2 separate regions of the Zea mays genome follow, and region 1 is linked to region 2. A link is a contact called in public Hi-C data. All regions are on one chromosome and are shown on one strand. Each heading gives the region's core, a stretch centred on a gene start, on an enhancer-like site or on the middle of the called end of the contact. The rest is flanking DNA. Distances are from core to core; before and after follow the strand shown. Region 1 holds the start of LOC103637539 (Alpha/beta hydrolase related protein). Region 2 holds the start of LOC100285538 (ATP binding protein).

What was found. A called contact is a pair of places that touch in the nucleus more often than the background predicts.
Region 1: a contact with region 2 is called in a Hi-C map of leaf, with 7 times the contacts expected there. The contact joins the promoter of LOC103637539 here to the promoter of LOC100285538 in region 2. A contact is called at or near these places in 2 of 25 Hi-C or Micro-C datasets (leaf and tassel).

The regions. Positions count from the first base shown.
Region 1 is chr1:83,842,929-83,847,697 of Zm-B73-REFERENCE-NAM-5.0, reverse strand. LOC103637539 (Alpha/beta hydrolase related protein) reads left to right here and starts at 3,052. Exons shown (of 3, transcript XM_008659708.4): 1 at 3,052-4,012; 2 at 4,129-4,400. The coding sequence starts at 3,682.
Region 2 is chr1:83,536,235-83,541,047 of Zm-B73-REFERENCE-NAM-5.0, reverse strand. LOC100285538 (ATP binding protein) reads left to right here and starts at 3,538. Exons shown (of 5, transcript NM_001158429.1): 1 at 3,538-3,862; 2 at 4,459-4,474; 3 at 4,551-4,624; 4 at 4,723-4,813. The coding sequence starts at 4,472.

The DNA.
Region 1 (4,769 bases), core at 1,803-4,302, 310 kb before region 2:
ACTCGCAAGATCATCAACATTAGCACAAATATGGTTCACAGACTTATTATTGAAATCTAACAAAGAAAAGCGGAACAAGCCTCCGCAATCATAGCCTTTACCAATAAATTGTTCAGACTTGGACACAACTAATTTATTGGACTCCAAAACTACCTTGAACCCATCTCTACATAGAAGGGTTCCGCTAACGAGATTCTTGTGTATAGAAGGGACATGATGCACGTTCTTCAGCTGCACGATCTTTCCCGAAGTAAACTTCAGATCCACCGTGCCAGTGCCATGAACAGAAGCATGTGACCCATTCCCCATTAGCACGGAAGAATCCCGGGCGCCCTGATAAGAAGAGAACAAGTTAATGTCAGAACACACATGAACATTAGCACCAGTATCAAGCCACCAGCTAGGTGATTGAAATACTGAGAAGATGAAAGGTAAATTATCATACCCTTTGTCTTCCTCATTGCTAGCGACCACTGTGTTGACATTGCCCTTTTTGCCACAGCGATCCGCTCGATCGGGACAATCCTTGGCAAAATGACCCGCCTCGCCACATGCGAAACATGTCAATTCAGCCTTGTTCTTCTTCTTCTTGAAGTTGGTAGTTTTGTTGGGCTTGTTAGATTTTGGCTTTCCTTTGCCCTTGTTGTGGTTCTTCTGAACCATGTTGGCGCTGGAGTGGCCCTCGCCTCCTTTAGATCCCGTGTCCTTAGCCCGAGCTTTCTCCTCAACATCCAGAGACGCTATCAGATTTTCAACTGATATCTCCTGTCTCTTATGTTTCAGAGCTGTGGCGAAGTTCCTCCATGTAGAAGGCAACTTTGCAATAATGCACCCAGCCACAAATCGGTCAGGAAGGACTATCTTAAGGTGGTCGAGCTCCTTGGCTATACACTGTATTTCATGAGCTTGCTCTACAATAGAGCGATTATCAACCATCTTATAATCATGAAAGCTCTCCATGATATACAGGTCACTGCCAGCATCTGATGCACCATACTTAGTAGTAAGTGCATCCCACAACTCTTTTCCGTCTGTGTACTGCATATTCGCATCAACCAGACGGTCAACAAAGGCGCTAAGAACGGCTCCCGTGAACATAGTATTGGCATGGTCGTACTCTTTCTCCTATTCAGGAGTCAGTGGACCCTCAGGTCTGCCTTTACTAACATGGAAGACATTCATAGCAGTAAGCCAGAGCGTGGCCTTGACTTGCCATCTCTTAAAGTGCATTCCATTAAACTTTTCTGGCTTGAGCGCATCGGCAAAAGCAGTCATAGAAAAACTAGGAGATTGTCTACAATAAGGTTTTTGGATTGTTGAATAATTAGACAAATTCCAGTTTAAATTCCGAATATAAATCATGACCAAATCAGAAGAACTGAAATAACAAGCCAAATCAGATGATGCGTACTGATTAGACTTACTGATCGATGGTACGCGCCGGAATCAGCAGGGTCGACGATGTCGAAGTAGCGAAATCAGCAGGGTCGACGAGGTCAGCAGATCACGAGCAGTCGCGTGAAGACGCTTCCCAAAAACCTTATTCGCCCTCTCCCGGTGCAGGATCTAGAAGACGAAGGGTTCCAGAGACCTGCTCTCCTGATCGCAGATGCACCTCTGCGGTCGGGACGAAGGGAACTAAAAGGCGGCTCAGCTATGAAGAGAGGCGAAAGCGAACTGGGATCTGGGATGATTTGGAGGCTGGCTGCCGGGCTCCTTTTATAGGGCCGAGTCCGCGACCCCGTGCTTATCCGCCCACGAAAATCTCGCAAACAGTTGAGATTTTATAGCGATCGGTTAGGATAAGCGTAACAGCCAAGAAACCAAAAAATCAAACGGCAAAAGGTAGCCGCGCCCCCGCAAGGCGAGGGGCCGGATTTCGGCGGACCATTCACGCGCATGTCGTGCGCCCGCGGCCCTTCGCCCCGCCCCGCCCCGGCCCGCCGGGCCCGGCCAGGCCAGGCGAGCGAGCGCGCGCGCGTGTGGCTCTCCACACTCTCTCCTCTCATCCATGACTTGGTGAGTGAGTGTGACTTCCATATTTAAGTTAGCTCTACTCCACAAGAGCTAGCAATATGGTGCTATTGGATCCACCTATCCCTTTGTCATCCACTTATATGGGCTTTTGAGATTTTCCTGCGATTTATTAGAAATTCTTAATTGGGCCAAGCCCATAAATCCTAACACTAATAATCAAGCATGTGCGGCGGCGGCGGCGGCGGCGGCGTATATCCGATACATAACCCGAGGGACGAGGAGAGGCCGCCACGAGCATCGAGCACGTAGTACGTACTACACGGTACACCGAACCTAAATCCAAACGAACTCAACGGCAACTCCAACTCAGATCGTCATGCACGAGAACGCCGGGATTTATAAAACGCATCAGGGGCCTCGGCTAGTTGGCATATATAAAGGATTACTATACAGTTTGTTTTTTATTATTTGTCGCCACGTCTGTTATTATTCTCAATCGGGACAGCCAAAATGCAATCGGCTAGGATTGGATGGGTTGGCTAGCTAGTCCGGGGGTCCCCTACCAACAGCCTGATTGCTCACGTTTATTTATATAAGAAAATTGAACTGAAAGGAGGGCTCATTATACTATTAATCGAGTGGTTGGCCAGCAGCACAATTATTAATCGGCTGTGTCCAGGCGGTTAGCTGTTATCGGGAGCGCCACGCCGGGCGCGTCTGCCTCCACTTGGCCGATGGCTATCGGTTCCGAGTTGCGCAGACCCGCGCGCGCACCGTACCGGGGCTGCTGGGCGGCGCCGGCCGTGCCACTTGCGATTGCGAGGGGCAAAAACCCCCGGCGGCGTACACCCCCCTCTCGCCTCGCGTCGCGTCTTGCGTGCGCGCCATCTGGTGTTGGAGAGGCTTCGAGCCCCCCGCTGGCTGGCTTTGCCTCTCCTCCGGTCCCGCACGCCCCCGGCCCCCATATGTCCGCCAAGTGTTCGACCGCCGTCCCCGCTGTCAAGGCCGTGTTACGATCACCGTGCCACGCGTGAGCTATCGCGGTTCGTTTCCTTTCGGCCAAAGCGCGCGCGGCCGGTTCTATGGGCCCGATTTGCTCGTTATATTTTTGCTCGTCAGAACCGAGCGAACACTTGTACTAGTTACCGATACAAACCGAAATATTCGGGTACGAGTTCTTAAAAAAAAAGGTGGTCACACGACTACGAGTCGAAGACCTACCTACCCACGACGAGGCCACGACCAGACCACGAGTCCAACCAGAAAGGAAAATCAGGAACCTGTTCCGCCGTTCCGGTTCACACGCACTCTGCCGGGTGTCCGGGACATGAGAGCCAATCCGAGGCTTGCACCCACACCGAAGCTTCTGCGCGTACGTGGCGCGGCGTTTTAAGGCAGGGCCGGCGAGCAGTTGCTGCCTGGATGCCTGCTACTATACTACCGCGCGCGCGCAGGACAGGTCAAACCAAACCCGCGAGTCGCGACGCCGCACCCCCCGCCCCACGTCCCCCTCAACCGTCCGACGGCTTCAACGCGGCGAAGCAACCACAGACGAGCTGCTAGCTGCCTGGCCGCGTGTCCGCACCCGCACCCGCATCCGCTTCCCTTCCCATAAAAAAGACTCCGGCGCGCAGCCCCACCGCCTGATCACCGGGGTCGCCCGTTCGTCTTGTCTAGCGACCAGCGCGCCCAGGCCGCCCGGCCATGGAGAAGAAGCTGCTGCTGCCGCTGGCGGTGGCGCACAAGCACGCGCACGGAGGCGGCGGGGAGCGGCCGTGGGCGCGGCCGTGGCGGTGGGCCAAGACCGCCTTCTTCGTCGCGGCGATGCTGGCATCGCTCCTGCTCGTCTGCGCGCCGCCGCTGCTCGTCGTGCTCCTCGACCTCGCGCTCCCGCCGGCGCTCCTCCTCCGCGGCGGGGATGGCGGCGGCGGCTCGCTCGCGCTGGCGGTCGTGGCCCAGGCGCGGGCGTTCGACTTCCGCTCCTCGCTCGTCGACCTGCCCGCCGTCTCCGCGGCGCGCGCGCTGCTCATCCTCTGTCAGTATCCCGCCGCCGGCTCTCGGGTCCCTCCCTGCTCCCCTCGTAGCTCGGCTGTAATAACTGACCCGCTCCTCGTGTCGTGTCGCGGGCTCGCGGCACTATATCTATGGCAGGCGCGTACGTGGCGTGCGGCGGAGGCGGCGCGTACCTAGGGGTGGTGGTGGCGTGCGCGGCGGGGTCCGTGTGCTACGTGCTCGCCAAGGCCGCGGCCGTGCTGCCGCGCCGCGCCGCGGGTGGCGCTCGCGCCGTAGCCGCTGCCGGCGGCCCGGAGGCCATGCTCCTCCTCTCCCTGGCGCTCGCCGCCGCGCACCTCGCCGTGGCGTACCGGACCAGCTGCCGCGAGCGCCGCCGAATGCTCGTGTACAGGATCGACGTTGAAGGCGCCGTGAGTACCGACGCAACCAAATCTTACATGCATGCATGATCCCGCGCCGCGCCATACCTTCCGTGCTGCGAATTCCTCTGCCGGAAGCTTCACGTCTGCGCAACGCAATACAGCTCCTACTCCTAGATGCGAAAAACCTTTTTTTTTGTTTTATAAAAAAAAATCAGAGACTTTCTTCGCGCGTACCCGTTGCGCGGTTGCAGTGCAGCTAGGCGAGGCCCATGACGTTGAGCAAAGTGGGTGGCATGATTATTCTCAGGAATAATCCAGGCATTTTGTTGCGTTAAGACAGCCTCCTAGTTGCATCCTCATCCTGCCAGACTAGATATATAATCTACTGCATCTGCAACCACCTTAATAAAACTATCT
Region 2 (4,813 bases), core at 2,289-4,788:
TCATATGTATGAGACTTGATCCTAGCACACATGTGCCTCGCGCCCGGGTTTGGCTCCCTAAATTCGGGTGTGACAAATAGGTTACAAGTGGGTCTACAAAACCAAGCATGACTCTATAGGAAATGTAGAAAGATACAAGGCTATACTTGTGGCCAAATGGTTCACATAGAGAGAGAAAAATAAATTAGCATGAATTTTTCTCACCTGTCTTAACCAAAGACTCATTGAGGATAATCATAAAGTTAGTTGCCCATTATGATTTAATCAAATGGGTGTAATGATGATATTTCTGAAGGGAGAGTTGATAGAAAATGTTTACATGGCACTACCTAAGGGTTTTGTCATAGGAGGGAAAGAAAACATGGGATGTCATTTAAGAAATTCCATTTATGGATTAAAGCGAGCTTCTATACAATGGTATCTCAAGTTTGATGAGACTATAATAAATATGGTTTTAAGTAAAATAAGGATTATAATTGTATTTATGCAAAGTTTAAGAGTGGAAAGTATATATTCCTAGTTCTGTATGCATATGACACACTACTAGGTAATGGCGATAAGAACCTGCTGCTAGAAACAATGTTTATTTCTTCAAAATTTAATATGAAAGACATGGGAGAAGCCTCCTATGTGCTAAGAACGGAAATCCATAGAGATAAACAAAGGAATATTAGAACTTTCCCAAAAAAGTACAAGTACATAGAAAATGTACTGAAGAGATATGGTATGCACAATTGTAGGCCCTCACATATACAATAGTCAAGGATTATAAGTTTGAGAATTATCAGTGCCTTAAGAATTAGTATGAGATAGATTAGATGGAGTCATAATGTATGTTTCAGCTATTAAAAGTATTATGTTTGCTCAAATTTTTACTCGCTCTAACTTAGCCTTTTACAACCAGGATTAGGGATGAAAGTGGTAATCCGAACTGTTAGGACAAATTTAATATTTTAAAATAGATATGTATAAAATTTGATGTTGATCTTTTGTTATGTTATCAAGCACATTAGTACAAATATGAATAAAATATTACATACATTGTTTTATGTATTATTTGCTCCCTACAACACAAAAAGTTGAAAAAATTACCGGATTTATTTCCGAATCCATACCGAAATTTATATCTATTATCTAAGAAAATGTAGGATGAATTTGAGGTTTATATTTTATGAATCTTAACAAGCTGGATGTTAAAAACAAGAATACAAATTTGTATTGTATATTCTATATCCTATTTATTCGAAAAACGACTAAAAACTGGTTACCGAAAAAATACCGTTTCCGACCGTTTTCATCCCTAACCATGATGCATGGGAGATATCAAGTCAATCTAGATATAGAGCACTACAAAGCAATTAAGAAGACTCTAAGATATTTGCAAGAAGTAAAAGGCCTCATGCTTACATATAGAATATCTAGTTCCTTTGAGATAGTCAGTTATTCAAATGTCGACTGGGCAAGTTGTGTTGATACGTTAAAATTCACTTCTGGATATATCTTTACACTTGTTGGGCTATTTATTGGAAGGGATGTAAATAGATAGTCGTTTCATATCGATAATGCATGTTGAGTTTGTGGCAACATATGAGACCACTGGGAATGCAATGTGAGTAAAGAAATTTGTACCCAAATTAAGAGTGGTTGATAACGTAGAAGGACCACTGAGAATATACTATGACAATGAGCCAGCAATATTTTACTCCTACGACAAGTCAAGAGGGTCTACCAAGTACATTGACATCAAGTGTTATATTGTTAAGAAAAATATATAGGATCAAACTATTAAATTTGAGCATATAAGAACCCATCTGATGTTAGCGAATTCGATCACAAAAGATCTTCCACCTAGCGTGTTTAGAGAGCTCATAGTCGACATGGGATTAAAGGAAAACCTATGATTTTGAACCAGATGGTATTAGATAATCATCTCACAAGATTGAGAAAGTTACCATACCTTAAGGTTGAGGGGAATGTTATAGTCAATGAGTTCATTGACACATAATTGATCTTTGTAATGCATTGGGCTTAATGTGTCAACTTGTCAAAGGGTGGAATATAGAAAGTTAAAGAACAAGAAAGCCGAGAACAAAAGGGGAATGTTGGATATGACCTCGGGCTTGGTCAAAGGATTGGCTTAAGAACGAACTCGTGCCCTGATTAAAGGCACAATCCTATCCCACTAGTTGTGCCCCCTATCTTACAGTCACTATAAATATGAGGTAGGGGTCAACACATAAGCCAACACCTCCTGTTCTCCCATAAACCCTAGTCTCCACATACAATCGAGACATGAGCTCTCTATAGTGCCTATTGACCAGAATCACCAAACCCTAGCCATGCACCCGTAGAAACCAAAGTTCATATACTTCGCCCCAAGGCCCACTATGCAAGGATGAGTAGAACCAAACTAGGAAGCAGACGCTCAACTTCTAGATCTTACGGTGACCTCGACTGCCGCCGTCCACCTTGGGCCCGAAGGTATGCTACATATACTCCCTCACCCTCCTCCTCTACCTCTCATTAGTGTACAAGTTATGAACCTATTTGATCTACTAGATAGGACAAAGACGAGTTCAAAGGGAATCTACTAGTTCCTAAAGTCAAGAAAGGATATTCAGAATCATCAATCTTCAGAACCCAAATTACTTGTTAGATAATCAAGAATTGGGTGTCCTTTTTCAGCAATACAAATTTCTCTTCGCCATCAAATTAGAGGATCAAAGTACTTACTTAGAAGTTCATCACTTGCAACGAAGGAAACCAATACATCATCTTCAAGATTGGGAGGAACCTTAATCACACGCCTCACCTGTTAGTTAAGCAAGCTCATGTAGCCATGTCCTCTCTTTCTCCCTCATACTATATATTATGTTTAAATTCGACTCATTCCTCTCAGTGTCCCTTAACTTAAGGGAAGACTCTTCTCTGTGAACTAGGAGTCCTTCACTCCTATCACCTCATTATTTTTGAAATAAACTAAGTTTTTTCTTAAAAAGCAGGGGCATATTTAGGCGTAGGCATGGCCTAAATAGAACCTCTAGTACCCCTTAAAGCTTGACCTAAACTCGATCTGGCCTATGTGTGGCCCAGGCTAAGTACTGGTTGTTTGAACGCACTGAAGATAATAGTTAGTTAGCTAAAAAATGATATTGAAATTAGCTAGCTAACAAATAGCTAGATAACTATTAACTAATTTGCTAAAAATAGCTAATATCTGAACTATTAGCTAGACCGTTTAGATATCTCAGCTAATTTTAGCAGCTAAGTATTAGTTTTAGTATATTTAAACACCCTTTAGGGCTAGTTTAAAAATCTCATTTTTCTAAAAAATTTCTTTGTTTAGAGAGTATGAACTAATTTCTCTCGAGAAAATGTAAATATGTTGAAAAAATGGAGTTTCCAAACTTGTGCGTTTCAGCCCATCGAATTTCTTCGTATCTATCCCATTCCACTATTCCAGCATCGCCCTGGCGTGCGCGCACCACGCAGTCATCCTCGCTCGTGGGCCGTGGCGTCTGCCTGACTGCCTGTCTTGCAGTTGCAGACCGTCCAAAACCTGGTGGCCTAGTGGCGATCGGCGGCCGGAGCAGCTAAATCTACCGGCCCGGCGGCTGAATCGATCGGCGCAGCGACCAAATCTACGGCCGGCGGGCGGGAGGTGGTCCCCTGGAGGCCGGATCGGCAAGTGGGGACTTGGGGGCGTCGGGCTGCTGGTGGGGTTTCGCTGGAGGCTGCCGTCGTGGAGCACCGGCCACCGGGGCTGGCAGGCGGGCATCAGCGATGGAGTAAAGGGTGCAGCACGACAGCACGCCAGCGGCCAGCAGGGGGCACCGGGCAGGTGGGCAGCAGCAGGGGACAGGTAATACGATCGCCAATACGATTCCCCCACTTTGGGAACTGCAATCTCTATTTCGATCGTAAATTTCTCGTTTTTTGGGGATTTGTACAGCATAATTGGACAAGACATTGAAGTCAACTTTCTATCCTACTCCGATCTCCACATGTTTTACAACCAATGTAAAGCCAACCTTGTAGGCAAGAACCTGAAACAGTAGGCATAGAAGAACAACCAACGGTCTGGGAGTCGGGACAGGAGCTAGCAATGCAAAATGAGCGATTGACTAAATGGTTCATTTTACCCTTAGCTTTTATGAATTATCGGTATATGGGCTGGGTGGTTCAACAGAGCACCCAAACCCTAACGTAAGCTATGTGTGTTCGGGCCTGATCCAGTGTTATAATGATTCGGGCTGGTTGGTGCCTACTACGATTAGTCGCGATTAGTTGGTCCAATCAGTGCCATGGTAACTAGGATTGATTAGATAGTTTGATAACATTGGTCTGATCTAATTACATGTGTTATGCTGCTTGCTAACTTCGTTTTTTCTTTTGCAAAAAATATCCGGTATACGCCATCCACCCCTGGATGTATTTTCACTGAATTGGCTATCGTAGGCTGCAAGCAGAAATGGTAACTTGCTCTGAGTTAGAAGGTAGCTGATTGTTCAGCGTGGATAAATATTGTTTCTAACCAAATTAAGTTGCAGGACATTAAAGGTCTTGAGGCAGATAAACTGGAGTGCAGGCTCTATGTAGGGAACCTAGACTTCAGGATGTCAGAGTGAGTTACTTGTTTCTTGTATATCTATTTGCATGTTCTTTTCAAGGTTTGTCCTAGTGTTCTCCAAATTAATTAACATCGTTGTGTTAATTTTTCAGGTCCGATGTAATCAAGATGTTTTCCCCTTTTGGAAAGATTACAGCCGAGGATTTTCTGTGGCACACACGCGGTCCAAAGAGAGGCGAACCC